Regions from separate parts of the Mus musculus genome. Here all the other regions are linked to region 1. A link is a contact called in public HiChIP or PLAC-seq data. All regions are on one chromosome and are shown on one strand. The core of a region is the stretch at or near the end of the contact, and the rest is flanking DNA. Distances in the headings are between cores, read along the strand shown. Region 1 overlaps Dlgap3 (DLG associated protein 3). Region 2 holds the start of Gjb3 (gap junction protein, beta 3). Region 3 has its middle 16 kb from the start of Sfpq.

Evidence for each region. HiChIP or PLAC-seq counts read pairs in DNA pulled down with a chosen protein or histone mark.
Region 2: an H3K27ac HiChIP or PLAC-seq map of embryonic stem cells shows a contact between it and region 1, with 21 read pairs. The contact joins the promoter of Gjb3 here to the enhancer-like site in region 1. A contact is called at or near these places in 1 of 484 Hi-C or Micro-C datasets (embryonic stem cells), 6 of 115 datasets of contacts at active chromatin or transcription factors (embryonic stem cells and stem cell-derived neural progenitor cells) and 4 of 9 other capture datasets (adipose tissue, embryonic stem cells, liver and 1 more).
Region 3: a contact with region 1 is called in an H3K27ac HiChIP or PLAC-seq map of embryonic stem cells, with 5 read pairs. The contact joins two enhancer-like sites. A contact is called at or near these places in 1 of 115 datasets of contacts at active chromatin or transcription factors (embryonic stem cells) and 3 of 9 other capture datasets (adipose tissue, liver and pancreatic islet).

What each region holds. Positions count from the first base shown.
Region 1 is chr4:127,197,878-127,201,983 of GRCm38.p6, reverse strand. Dlgap3 (DLG associated protein 3) reads right to left here. Exons shown (of 12, transcript NM_198618.5): 4 at 2,106-2,311; 5 at 1,648-1,720. Among named protein-coding and RNA genes, the nearest start is that of Dlgap3, 31 kb to the right of the region's middle. Within about 2 kb of position 2,708, at least 16 of the 459 cell types and tissues checked have an H3K27ac peak or open chromatin away from gene starts, as enhancers often do. A contact at or near this core is called in embryonic stem cells, where this site is marked.
Region 2 is chr4:127,327,721-127,332,143 of GRCm38.p6, reverse strand. Gjb3 (gap junction protein, beta 3) reads left to right here and starts at 1,308. Exons shown (of 2, transcript NM_001160012.1): 1 at 1,308-1,642. Gm40251 (a long non-coding RNA gene) reads right to left here and starts at 2,781. Exons shown (of 4, transcript XR_868156.3): 1 at 2,009-2,781; 2 at 153-256.
Region 3 is chr4:127,003,115-127,007,102 of GRCm38.p6, reverse strand. No RefSeq gene overlaps it. Among named protein-coding and RNA genes, the nearest start is that of Sfpq, 16 kb to the left of the region's middle. Within about 2 kb of position 1,807, at least 68 of the 459 cell types and tissues checked have an H3K27ac peak or open chromatin away from gene starts, as enhancers often do. A contact at or near this core is called in embryonic stem cells, where this site is marked.

The DNA.
Region 1 (4,106 bases), core at 1,459-3,958:
AACAACAACCACCACAGGGGAAGTGTCTGCAGCAGCTAGCCAAGTGAGCTCCAATACAGTTTCATGTGCATGTCTGGCCTCTCAGGGAGGCTTTGGGCTGGAGTTATGCATCTGGGAGTCATCAGGTTCTCAGTAATATTCAAAGCTACAAGCCTGGATGAGATCACCCACGGAGTGGGCGTAAAAAGCAGAGAAGGGACAGAGCCCTGGAAAACTCCAGTGGTGACATCCCGAGACACAGATGTCACCACAGTCATGGGAGGAGATGGGGAGGGGGTGTCTAAAAGCTACCAGAGAAACATGTTCCAGGAAGAAGGGTCCTCAGCTATGTTAGATGTCACCGATGGTCAAGGGACACAAAGACTGGGCATTAACCGGTGGGACCAGGAACAGAGACTGGCTCAAGGCAGAGAGACAGCTGTGCCAAGTCAGAATCCTTGATTCAGGAAATGGAACGAAGGGAGAGACTGAGAGACTGCCGAGGCTCACAATAGGAGCCAGTGGACGGTCTTCTGCATGGCTCTTTGCATTGCTCTCACCCCACCCCACCCCCAGCAAACAGTAAAAATAGCTAACCTTTCTTGAGCACTGGCTACGTGCCAAGAATGCTATTATGATGCCTGTTTTTAAATAGGGAAGGAAGGGGCGCAAAAGTCTTGTAACTTGCCCCAGGTCACTCAGCTGGTAAGTAGTTCAGCCTTTATTCAACCCTGTTCCCACATTCAAATATAAACTGCCATTGCCTCCGCTTAATGAAAAGGGAGGCCTGCACTTAGGTATAGAGGTCACTGTATTTTCTTTGAGATGGGGTTTCTTGGGCCCCAGGCTGGCCTCCAGCTTTTGCTAAATAACTGAGGGTGACCTTGAACTTTTGACCTGTCTCCTGAGATAGGCACGTGCCACCATACCCATTCGTAGGCTTCACTGGGAATTGAACCCACGGCTTTGTGAATGCTAGGCAGGCACTTTGCTAGCTGAACTACATCTCCAGCGTTGGAACTCGCTTTATAAAACAGTTTTGGACCAGTGCCTTCTGTTTGAATGATGTTTCCCACTGAACTCCTACAAATCCCCTGAGAGATATTCCAACACTAACATTGCTTTTTTGGTTTTGTTTCTTTGAGAGCGGAGTCTTTACACCAAGATTGGCCTTGAACTTGTGATCTTGCCCACCTCCACCTCCCAAGTGCCAAGATTACAGAGCCATCATTTCAGGTTTATTCCTGTCATTTCCAAGATTAGGAAACAGGGGTGTTGAAAGGGAAGGTGGTCTGAGGGAGTAGATGTCGAGGCTGCGGAACTCAGGCCCAGACAGCCCAGGAGACTTCAGCTCTGACTCTGCCTTGCCTGTCCCTTTCATTTATGAGTCTGGAGCAGTCAGGCTTGGAGAGGGATGGAGAACGCAACAGAAACGATGCTGCCCTTCACACATGCTCACCACTTGGAGCATACTTGTGTGGGTTCTTCGGGATTCCCAGCCCAAGTCAGATCTGGAAGTCACAGGCAGGTTTCAGGGCTTTGGGGGCTTTCCCAGAACCAAACTTGCTCTCTCTCCACACAGAGACTGACATCACAGCCTAGACAGAGCCCGGAACTGACTTCCCTTTCCTACCCTTCCCTCCTATGTTATACAGCGCCACGCCCTACCTGTCCAGTTGTGAGGGAACGGCTGTAGCCAGGGATGGAACTCCGGGGATGGATCCGGGGTGGGACACAGCAGCTGAAAAAGGCAAATGGCAGAGTCAGAATGGGAGTGTGCGCCAAGGTGGAGAGAGGGTCTGATGGTATCAGGGCCTCTGACCAGGTTCTCTTCCTCCACCTCCCCACTCCCCCCCCCCCCCCAAACACACTAAGAACTACCCAGGAGACTCGGAGTCAAAGGTTCCTCCCCGCCCCCACCCCACAGCCCTCCCCCTGCCCTGCCCCACTCCCCGCGCCCGCACGCAAAAGAAACACTAAAGCAAAGACCATGACTCCACTCCATTTGGAGCAGAGCAAGATAGTCTGTTGAATCCTAAGCAGGGCTCCCCATCCAAAAGCCTCCACATACAGTTCCTGCGGGATCTCGGAATCATCTCTGATACCCTTCCCCACACCATCCTTACTTGATCCTGGCTGTGTCCACGCTGGAGGAACGGCGGGAGGCAAAGCGTCGGGCAAGTGCTTTTGGAGACGTCTTGGGGCTACCATCTGAGTCTCCACTCTCCTCATCCCCCATGGCTTTGATGTAGCTGCCGCTCCGCATCCTGCGGCAGGGGATCTCCCCATCCTTGCCACCCGTGGGGTAACCCCCCCAGTCATCTTGCGGCACCTGCAAGGACAAGGGCCTCTGTCCCTCAGACGCGTTACTGGTCGGCTGAGAGGAGAGGGTGTTCTTCCTCCCACTGGCAGTAGGAGGCGCTCTACCCTGCTGGGGGAGCAAGCCACACTGACTTGAGTAGGCACAGAGGACTTGAAGGGAATGCGTCAGGGTGTCTCCCCACTCTTGTGGGGGTGGCTGCATCACCCTTCAGAGACCTTTCGCTACTCAGAAGAGGGTCAGCTGAAGAGAAGACCAGAGGCCTGCGTGGCCTGTCAATCATACCCTCATCTGTGCAGCATAGCCTGACCTCAGTGACCTTTCACCCCTGCCTCCTCCATCCTTTTAACAGGCGTTCACTTGCCATCCCCTGACTCCCTCCCAGCTCTCAAGGAACCACAGAGGGTATCAGGCAGGGAGCATATCAGCACACTCCACAGTCTAGACCAAAGCTAGATGGTCAGGAGATCAGGCCCGGGCAGAAGCTCAAGTGGCAGGAGGGTAGCCAATTAGGAGGCTGAGGCTGCTCTGCAGGCAAGGGATGATGAGGCCTAAATTAAGACAATGAGAATAAGGGAAAGAGGAGGAGATGGAGATGAGATGCGCTAAAGAGCATCAGTGAGCCTGATTAGTGGGGGAGGAAGAGGAGCCTGGGAGGAATCCAAGATGGCTGAGGAGGGCGGTGGCTGAGGACCCGGGGTAGAGCGGGCTGGGCTGTCCTGCACTGAGCCACAGAACCCCAGATTTTGGGGAGGGGTGACAGGTTCAGAGTTAAGCACCCTGAGTTGGGCCAGGAACACCCAGGAAGGCGGTTGTTATGCAAAGTCTTGGGGTTTACTGGTAAAGACCAGCTGGAGGCAGACACAAAGAGATCAAGGGTGGTAACCAGATGCCCAGGAGTAAAGGGGACACCCCAGGGAGAAGAGGGAGAGAACTGAGGAAAGGCCCCGCTGACATTTTAAAAAGGAAAAAAAGAAAGGAGAAGGGGGCCTGTGAAGTCACCTGAGCAGGAGTGGGCAGAGGGGTGGGAGGGAGTCAGGAGGATGCCATGTCACAGAAACGAGACATTTCAAGAAGAAAAGGGAGTCGATTATGTCAAATGCCACAGTGCTCTTCAAGGTCAGTAACTTGTGCTCCTCAGTTAGGAGACCCAGGGCAGAGTTCTGGCCCTGTCACTTGCTAGCTAGGTGAACTTGGGCAAAGCTAATTAAGCTCTAAGAATCAGTTTCCCGAGCTATAAATTGGTAAAAGTAATTATACCTGCATCAGAAGGGTTGGTGGGTAAGATAAACAAGCAATTCAGAGAGCCTGCAACACAGAAATCGCTCAGTAAATGAGGGCTATTATTACAGGCGTTCGGGGCATTGTTAGGGGATTGCTGCCCAGAGACCACCGGTAACCACTGCCCAGGGCACGTTCAAGGGCAGGATGTGGAAATCTGACTGTGGTGAGAGGTGAGGGAAACTGAGGAAAGGAGCCTACACTCTGAGACTTTAAGTAGAAAGGGATGGCAAGAAGCGGTAGAGGGTGAAGGTTTGGAGAAACGTTTTAGAGAAAAGCAGCTGTGGCTATGTTTTTAAGAGAGCCGGTCAAGGTAGTCTCTTACTCCAGGGGCAGTTGAGGGATGAAGAAGCCCTGGTTGGGAAGGGATCAACTCCATGGGATGGAGTCCATGATGGTCCCCTACATGGTGAAGAATGAGGTGGAAGGAGAGAAGGCTGGCAAGGCTTTGAAAGCACATGCAGTAAGGAAGAGGTTAAACAGAGCAAGGAGGAGAGGATCCAAGGAGCCAGGCTAAGGGAGGGGG
Region 2 (4,423 bases), core at 59-2,558, 130 kb before region 1:
AGGTATCCCAGGGACCAGGAAATGAGATGGGTGTCAAGGAAGCTGGGGGTGGAAGGTGCTTCAAGAAGAAAGGCGGGACTCTGTGACAGCTGTTTCAGGAGGTCACGGATTTATTACTGTGTGGGATTTAGCATCGTGGAGATCAGAGTTACCTTGACAAGGCTTTTCTTGTAGCACAGCAGGGACAGAAATCTTCTGGTGGGTTGAAGCATGAGTGGGAGGTGAGGAAATGGGACCAGGCATTTTGCTCTGAAGTCTAGGGAAATAATTGAGAATGAGCAGCAGGTGGCAGGGTCAGGGTCCCCCAATCCCATCACCCAGGCACATTAGCAGAGTCATCCAGAAAAAAAAAAAAAAAAAAAAAAAACAACAACAACAAAACTGGCACTGCCCAGCCATAGTGCTGATAATTGCTCTGCCCATAGCAAGCACAAGGTAGCCTCTGCCACAGGGCTTTGCCGTAGCCAATGCCAACGTCACTGAGGTCCCTGGAGTTGGCTCTGTTACTTCTATGTGTCCCTGGGTTTATCTCGGGGCCTCTCCTTTTCTCTTTTCAATGTAGATCAGAGATCTTTCCTTTGCGTGCTGTATGAATGATATGCAGCTCCTAAGAGAAGCAACCTTGTCTCAGGCGCTCCGCTCAGGCGAACGGGAATCCTTCTGGGTAGTAGGAGACAGTAACAGAGCCTCCTAATGTAGGCTGCCTTTTGTAGATCAGAAGCCCGCATCAATGGATATCGTCCCAGCAAGTGGAATGAATGGTTACCAGGGTCGGGCATCAGTCATCTCTGTCTAGACAGTGAAGCCTCGGGCAAGGTTGTGAGTAAGATCTGGGGATCCCAGGGAAACCCTGGATTTCCGTTCCTGGGGCGATAGGGCTTTTAGGATCTCAGTCCTGGCCCACGAATAAGACTGAACATCTTAGTCTCCAGAGCCCCTCAAGCGCAGGTCTCCCACCCTTCACAAGCTGGGCCTCCCACCCTGCTTCACACTCCTTTGGGCAGACTGGGTCATCTAAAATCTCTCCAAACACCATCCTTGCCCCTGAGATTTCTTTTCCTGGTTGTGTCCCTTCCGGTGGCCAGCACAGTGTGAGCCCCGAAAGACTGTCTCAAAGATACACTGCCTCCCTGGAAAATGCCATCAGGGATGCAAACAGGGCGGGAGGGGGGCCCCCAAGAGCGTACGAAAACTTTGAAACTTTGCAGCAGGCTGGGATCCAAATGGGCAGGGCGCAGACGGGGTATCCGTGGTAACCAGCGTAGGCGTGTCATTTATTGCCATCCCTACTGCCACGGCACTTAACAGTTTGCAAGGTGTTTCACACCCTAATGTCATTGCAGTCCTTGCAACAGCCCTGCCAGTGGCCACCAATGCCCCCATTCCACAGGCGAGCACGCGGAGCCTCCGCAAAGGAGCCTGCTGTTCCCTAGTCAGCGCAGCTGCTCCTGGATTAGAACTTGCATCCCTGAGGCGACTCCGGGCTCCTCCCCGGCCGCCCCTCCTCCACGCTGCCTCTGGCTGTGCTGGCCAGGAGCCTCACCGAGGCCACAGAGCTCGGCTTGGCTCCCGCCTCGTTCCTCCTCTGCTGTGGGTCTTGGGCACGTGGAGCCAGGCTCCCACGGTGGCGGCGCCGCTGACTGTAAGTACCGGGAAGGGGCGACAATCCAAGGCAGCTGAGAACCCCTCTCTATGGGGATCCCCTGGGGGGCTGGACTGGGGCCTGCCCACGCGCCCAGCATGGAGATTTAATGCTGCAGAAGCGCAGGGAAGGAGCACCCTAACCCAAAGCTCTGCTCCCCGCCCCCACTCCCACTTCCACCCCACACACTCATACATACACCAGCATTCTGGAGCAGGTGGCGGTTCCGGACACTGGAAGGTTCACAGAAGGGGACATACACACCCGCACGCGCGCGCGCGCGCGCGCGAGTCACAGGTTCACAAAGCTCCCAAACTGTCTAGAAAGGAAGGAAACGGGGCCCGGGGCCCAAGAGGGGAGCTATACCTTTGGGGCCAGCCACAGTGCTGCGGGGTAGAAAGAGATGGAGCGGTTGGGTCCCGCAGCTGGATAAAAACTGGATTAAAAAAATAGTAATAATCGTTCTAGTAGCTGGAAACGGGAGTTGGGGGGCAACAGGGGATCCAGAACCGGCTCTGCCAGTCCTCAGCACGGGCTAGGCGAGAAATTCTTTTCAGGTGAGTCTGTCTCGGGGTGTGTCTTAGAAGGGACTAGGTAGCCTGCACCAAAATGGGGAGCCCCAGACGTGGCATCCTTAGGGGGTACCGGGTGGAAGGAACTCCTCCTCCCCTTCACTCTCCTTGAGCACTCCCAGGAAGAGCCGGCTGGGGAGGGAACAGTCGAAGATTCTTGCAGTAATCCAAGATAAGAGATAAGGAACAGGGTTAGCGACATTACAGAATTCTCTTGGATTTCTCCCAGCTAGTAAACGCAGTCCTGGCATTTCCTGGGGGGTCAGAATCCAGGTGCTAATCTTTGGCCCTCCCTGGAAGGTTTAAAAGTAAGTGCCAGGACCAAACCCATAAGGGTCTTCACGCTCTAGGGCTTCCCAGATACCCCCATCTAGTCGAGAACTGAGATTCTCAAAAGACAGACCCTGTGGAGGGCAGCAATACTGCCATCTAATTCCTGGCTCGGTTGGTCCTCTGCCGTTCTGCCCAGCCCTCCCACAGCCTCTCTGAGAACTCCACTCTCAAGCTCTGAATTGAGTGTGCAAATCCAGTGCCTACTGAATGAACACTGAGTGATACCAAACTTGAAGCAGCCAGCCAGTCAAGTAGGCATGTTAATTGGACAGGCAGATGATAAATGGGAACAAAAACAAACAAACAAAAGACCAAGGTTTAAATTGCAAATTGAGTTTGAGGGCTACTAAAACCAAGGGAAACAGGAACAGACTGACCAGGGCGGGTTCAGACTCGAAGTAATTTGAGAACAGACCCTAAGGGGATATTGGAACAGAGATGCCTCCTTAATGAGTAGGGTAGAAAGGAAGAGCATTCCAGGCGGGAGGAATCAAGGCCAGGTCTGAGCAGAGAGAGGCAAGGTAAGAGTATGTGTGTGTCAGGGGGCTGGGGAATGCCGGGACTATAGACTTGGGTTTGGAGGTAAGAACTAGTAACAAGTTTTTTGGGTTTTTTTTTTTTTTTAGATTTATTTATTATATGTAAGTACACTGTAGCTGTCTTCAGACACTCCAGAAGAGGGCTCCAGATCTCCTTACGGATGGTTGTGAGCCACCACGTGGTTGCTAGTATTCGAACTCAGGACCTTCGGAAGAGCAGTCAGCGCTCTTAACCACCAAGCCATCTTTCCAGCCCCTAGTAACAAGTTTTAAGAAGGGAGGGATGTAACCATGATTTCATGAGCTACAGAGTGCAGAGAATATCTCAAAGGCCTATGAAGGACCGAGGCGGGAAGATGGACAAGGATATAGCTTGGGCTGAGGTGGTTGGTGATCCAGCAGGCATCCCAACAGACTTGGAAGCACTCACGTGTACATCCAGGTCCACACAGGCTCGGGGAGAGCTACATACTCTCACACCCCTATCTGCATGCCATTCCCAGGGACTCTCAGCAGATCCACCTGTCTACACCCTCTGAGTCACTTAGAACGGAAGGAAGATGAGGTCTCTGACCCATTAGCCCTACAAAGCCATGGCTAACAGCACTGCTCGGGCTGGCTAGAATCCCCCAAGCCCTGCTGTCTCTACATAACCACATGAACTTTGGTCTCTCCCGGGAAACAGACCCAAACCCCTCTGCATCTCTCTCCTGACGCAAACCTCCCTGTCTTTACTGCCACTGATTGTAACATTAGCAGGTTTCAGATCTGGGGAGACTAAACGTTTAAGAGCACCGCACCGGCTGCTCTTCCAAAGCACCTAGGTTTGATCCCAGTACCCACGAGGCAGCTTACAACCCTCTGTAACTGTAGTTCCAGGGGACCTGACACCCAACTCCTGCCTCCACCGACGCCAGGCACACATGCGGAGCATAGAAATGCATGCAGGCAAAACTCATGCACATAAAATTAAAATTAAAACAAACAAACAAAAAACCAGTTAACAGGTCTTCTCTAGTCTCAGTCTCCTGGGGCTCACAACCCCCAAGTTTGCAGGATGCTGTTGCGACATCAATGAGGAAGTAATTTTCAAAAACCGTGGCTTGTGGCTCAGAATGTAACTCAGTACTTGGGTAGAATGCCCAGAGCCTGGGCTTCCAGCCTCAATATGGCATAAAACTGGACATGGTGATACACTCTCGTAATACTAGCACTCAGGAAGAAAAGAATGGAGGGTTAGAATTTCGGGGTTCTCCTGGGCCACATAGCTCAAAGCTAGTCTGAGATGCTGTCTGAAAAGAAAAGAGGTGGGGAAACACCCCACCCCCATCCCCGTG
Region 3 (3,988 bases), core at 558-3,057, 190 kb after region 1:
CATTTGGAACTGAACATAAAAATCAAATAAAGCTCATTTGACTTAGGTGTGGCAGGGCAGAACTGATGAAAATAATCGTTTATATGTGAGTGTGAGGCTAGTCTGGTCTACAGAGGGAGTTCCAGGATAACAAAGGACTGATATACAAAGAAAGCCTATGTCAGCCAGGCAGTGGTGGCACATAATCCCAGCACAAAGGAGGCAAAGGCAGGTGGATTTCTGAGTTCAAGGCCAGCCTGGTCTACAAAGTGAGTTCCAGGACAGCCAGGGCTATACAGAGAAACCCTGTCTTGAAAAAAGAAAGAAAAGGAAAGAAAAGAAAAGAAAGAGAAAGAAAGGCAGAAAGAGAAAGAGAGAGAGAGAGAGAGAGAGAGAGAGAAGAAAGAAAGAAAGAAAACCTGTGTCAAAGGAAAGAAAGAAAAGAAAAGATAAATTTGGAGCTGGAGAGATTGCTCAGCAGTTAAGAGCAGACTGCTTTTCCAGAGATCCTGCATTCAATTCCCAGCAACCACATAGTAGCTCACAACCACCTACAGTGGGACCTGATGCCCTCTTCTGGTGTGTCTGAAAACAGCTACAGAGTACTTATGTAAAATAAAAAAATTCAAACCCTAAGTTATGAGTCTCACTTTATATTTTTTATGTCAATCATGTGTATATGTGCATGTCTGTGTGCTGGTGTGTAGGTATTTGCATGTGAATGTCGGTGCCTGAGGAGATGGAGTTCCAGGGAGTTTTTCCCATGCTTGACCCTGGTGCTGGGGAATCATCAGGAAGAACAAATACATGCTCTTAACCCATGAGCCATCCCCAGCCTAACTTCACTTTCTCCAACACTAAGACTGAAGCTAGGTCCTCCTACATGCTGGGCAACTGTTGTGCCTTCTATATAGCCTCTGCCTTCTTTTTACTTCTTGAGACGGACGCACTAAGCCCTGGTTGGGCATGAACTCATCCTGTAGCCAAAGTGTGACTTTGAATTTTAACAGTCTTTCCGAAGGTGCGATAATTAAAGGACCGACTGTTCTTCCTTCCGTTTGTTTCCCTCACCTCACAACAATGGCGACCGTAAGTAACTCCCTCACAGCGTTATTGTGAAGGCTAGACGCTAATAGTTTTAGGAAAGGCTGTGGTCCCCAGGCCTAGGGAATTTTAGGTACTCAACAGATGAGTTCTAAATGCAGCATCTCCCTTCTCTTGGCGCTCATACTAATAAAGAAATGAGAAGACAGATTCAGAATCGGTTTTTCCATCATCTGAAAAATGCTCACGCACGAAGACTCCGGGTAAGTATAAGTCCTGTTGTTGCCTGTGTTCAAGGCAAGGCAGTGTTAGCTGAAGAGAGCATCTAAATGAGTTACTCTGGGGTTGCATTAAGCCTCTCTGTTGTTCCAGCATAATGGATGACTTACACAATGTAATCTTTAGAGTTAGTTGTTCCAGGCAAATTACTCAGGTGAGTGACCGTGGGCAGGCGTTTCTTCCCGAACCCCACACTCTTTCACGGCCTGGATTAATTGCATCTCTTTCCTCGCCAGCATCTTTGCGAATCCCTCCCACAGACCCAGGCTGCCCACCGGCCTCAGGATTGATGGCGGACAGCAGGGAGGGGCCGAGTACAAAAAGAGGGGGTTGAATTATTCTAAACAAACACAAATCTAAGAGGGCAGAGGTAAAAGAAGACCGAGGAGGGAAAGAAAGAGTGTTAAGTGGGTTTTCCGGAAAAGATCCCCAAAGAGGTTTGGCTTGCAGCCCCGCGAGCCAACCTCCGCCCCTCCCCCAAGCCTTCTTCCCAGTGCTGAATTTTAGAGCGAGTGAGCCACGTGCTGGCTGCCTGCTCAGCGCCCTAGGGGAGAGGATTCGAGCGAGCTGGAGGATCTGCCTGCTCAGGCTGCTTTGCACAATTGGCCACAGTGCTTTGGTAAGAGCTGATTCCTCTAGGTGCTCATGTCCTGAAACTCTGAGCAGCGTCTTTGTAAAACCAGACTGAATACAAGCACATCACCTATCCCTTTGGGGTCACAGTTTCTACTCTGCCGGTTCCCTCCCTCATCAGGGACCAGAAGCAAGTGGCCTCTCTTCTATCTTTTCTTGCAATCCCTCTCTTTAAAGGAAATTACCACAGTCGCATAAATCTGTAACTTTTGATCCTAGATAAACTGTGGGGAGAAGCGTACCTGGCTGTTGCCAGGTAACTGGGATGGAGCTTAGACAGAATGCTAACACAAAATCATTGTAAGGGTCCTTGATTCCCTAAACAATGACACCCCAGACTCAAATAAAGGCAGCAAAGAGTGTTTTATTCTGCTGAAGTCCAGCATGCTGGGGTCTCTCCATTACCAAGATAGAGAAACAACCAAGTGAGCTTGCAGACCTGATTTAAAGCACATTAGAGGGTTCTGTGATAGTGGACCTTTATGTTAATCGGCTGGGTCATTTCTGTAGACATTCCATTACCAGGTTGTGGGGGCTGGAAACTTGCTGGAGAGGTCTGGAAACTGTTGCTGAGGAAGCAGCTGAGGAAGTCTGGAAACTGCTGCTGACCCATTGTCCTTGCCTCAGGCTAGGTGGTGGGGCAGCTTCTGAGGCCTGGACTTGCCTGGAATTGTCCAGTTCTTGAAAACAGCGATTTAGGCAGAGTCTCCTTAATTGTCAATTTGAAACCTGTCGTGGAATCAGCCTGGCCCTTCTCACCTTTAAATCTAAAACAGTAATACTTCTAATCTTTTACTTGATGTTTTAACCAATTCCATAAAAAAAATTCCTTTGGGCTGTTCTCTATCTTCTCAAGGAATTGCCTATACCCGATTTCTTTAAAACAAAACAAAACAAAACATCCTGGGCTGGAGAGATGACTCAGTGGTTAAGAGCACTGACTGCTCTTCCAGAGGTCCTGAGTTCAATTCCCAGCAACCACTTGGTGGCTCCCCACCATCTGCAATGGGATCAGATGCCCTCTTCTGGTGTGTATGAAGATAGTGACAGTATATATATATTTTATATATATATAAAATCTTTAAAAAATACCAAAAAAAAACAAACAAAGCAGACAAAGATGTCTTATGAATAATTACAAACTTTTTTTTGACATTAGTTTCAAATCTAGAGCCTCACTAATGCTAGGTAAAATGCTGAGTTAATAGCTACACACGTGTGCATGCGTACACACACACACACATTTAAATTATATGCATACATTTAGATTTGTTTATTTTATGTGTATGAGTATTTGCATATATATACATACATACATACACACACACATATATATATATATACACACACACACAGATACACAGAGAGAAATATAGGGAATTTAGGGAAAGCATGTCAGAACTGAAAGCCTGGTGGAACTGGAGTTCATGGGTGGGTGGTTGTAGGCCACCAAATGGGTGCTGGAAATCAAACCTGGATTTTCTGGGAGACTAATGAACACTCTTTTTTTTTTTTTTTTAAGATTTATTTATTATATGTAAGTACACTGTAGCTGTCTTCAGACACTCCAGAAGAGGGAGTCAGATCTCGTTACAGATGGTTGTGAGCCACCATGTGGTTGCTGGGATTTGAACTCTGGACCTTCAGTAGAGCAGTCGGGTGCTCTTACCCACTGAGCCATCTCACCAGCCCCACTAATGAACACTCTTAACCACTAAGACCCACTATAAAGCCTAGGCTGGCCTCAAACTTTTAACAATACTCTTGCCTCCTGAGCCTTAGGGTTCTAATGAACCACCACCCCTCCCAGACTCCTTTGGGATGCTTTTTGGATTTTGTTTTTAAATATTTTTTAAAATTTAAAAACATGTAGAAGATGACCTTGAACTCCTAATTCTCCTGCCTCTGCTTTCCCAAGAGTAGTATTTTCACTACATCTCACTAAAGAACACTTCAATACTAATTGAGATGATAAAGTGGGTTATGAGGTACATTGTATGCATAGGTGTGTGTGCATGCGTGCATGTATATATGCAGGTGCTCTCAGAAGGCC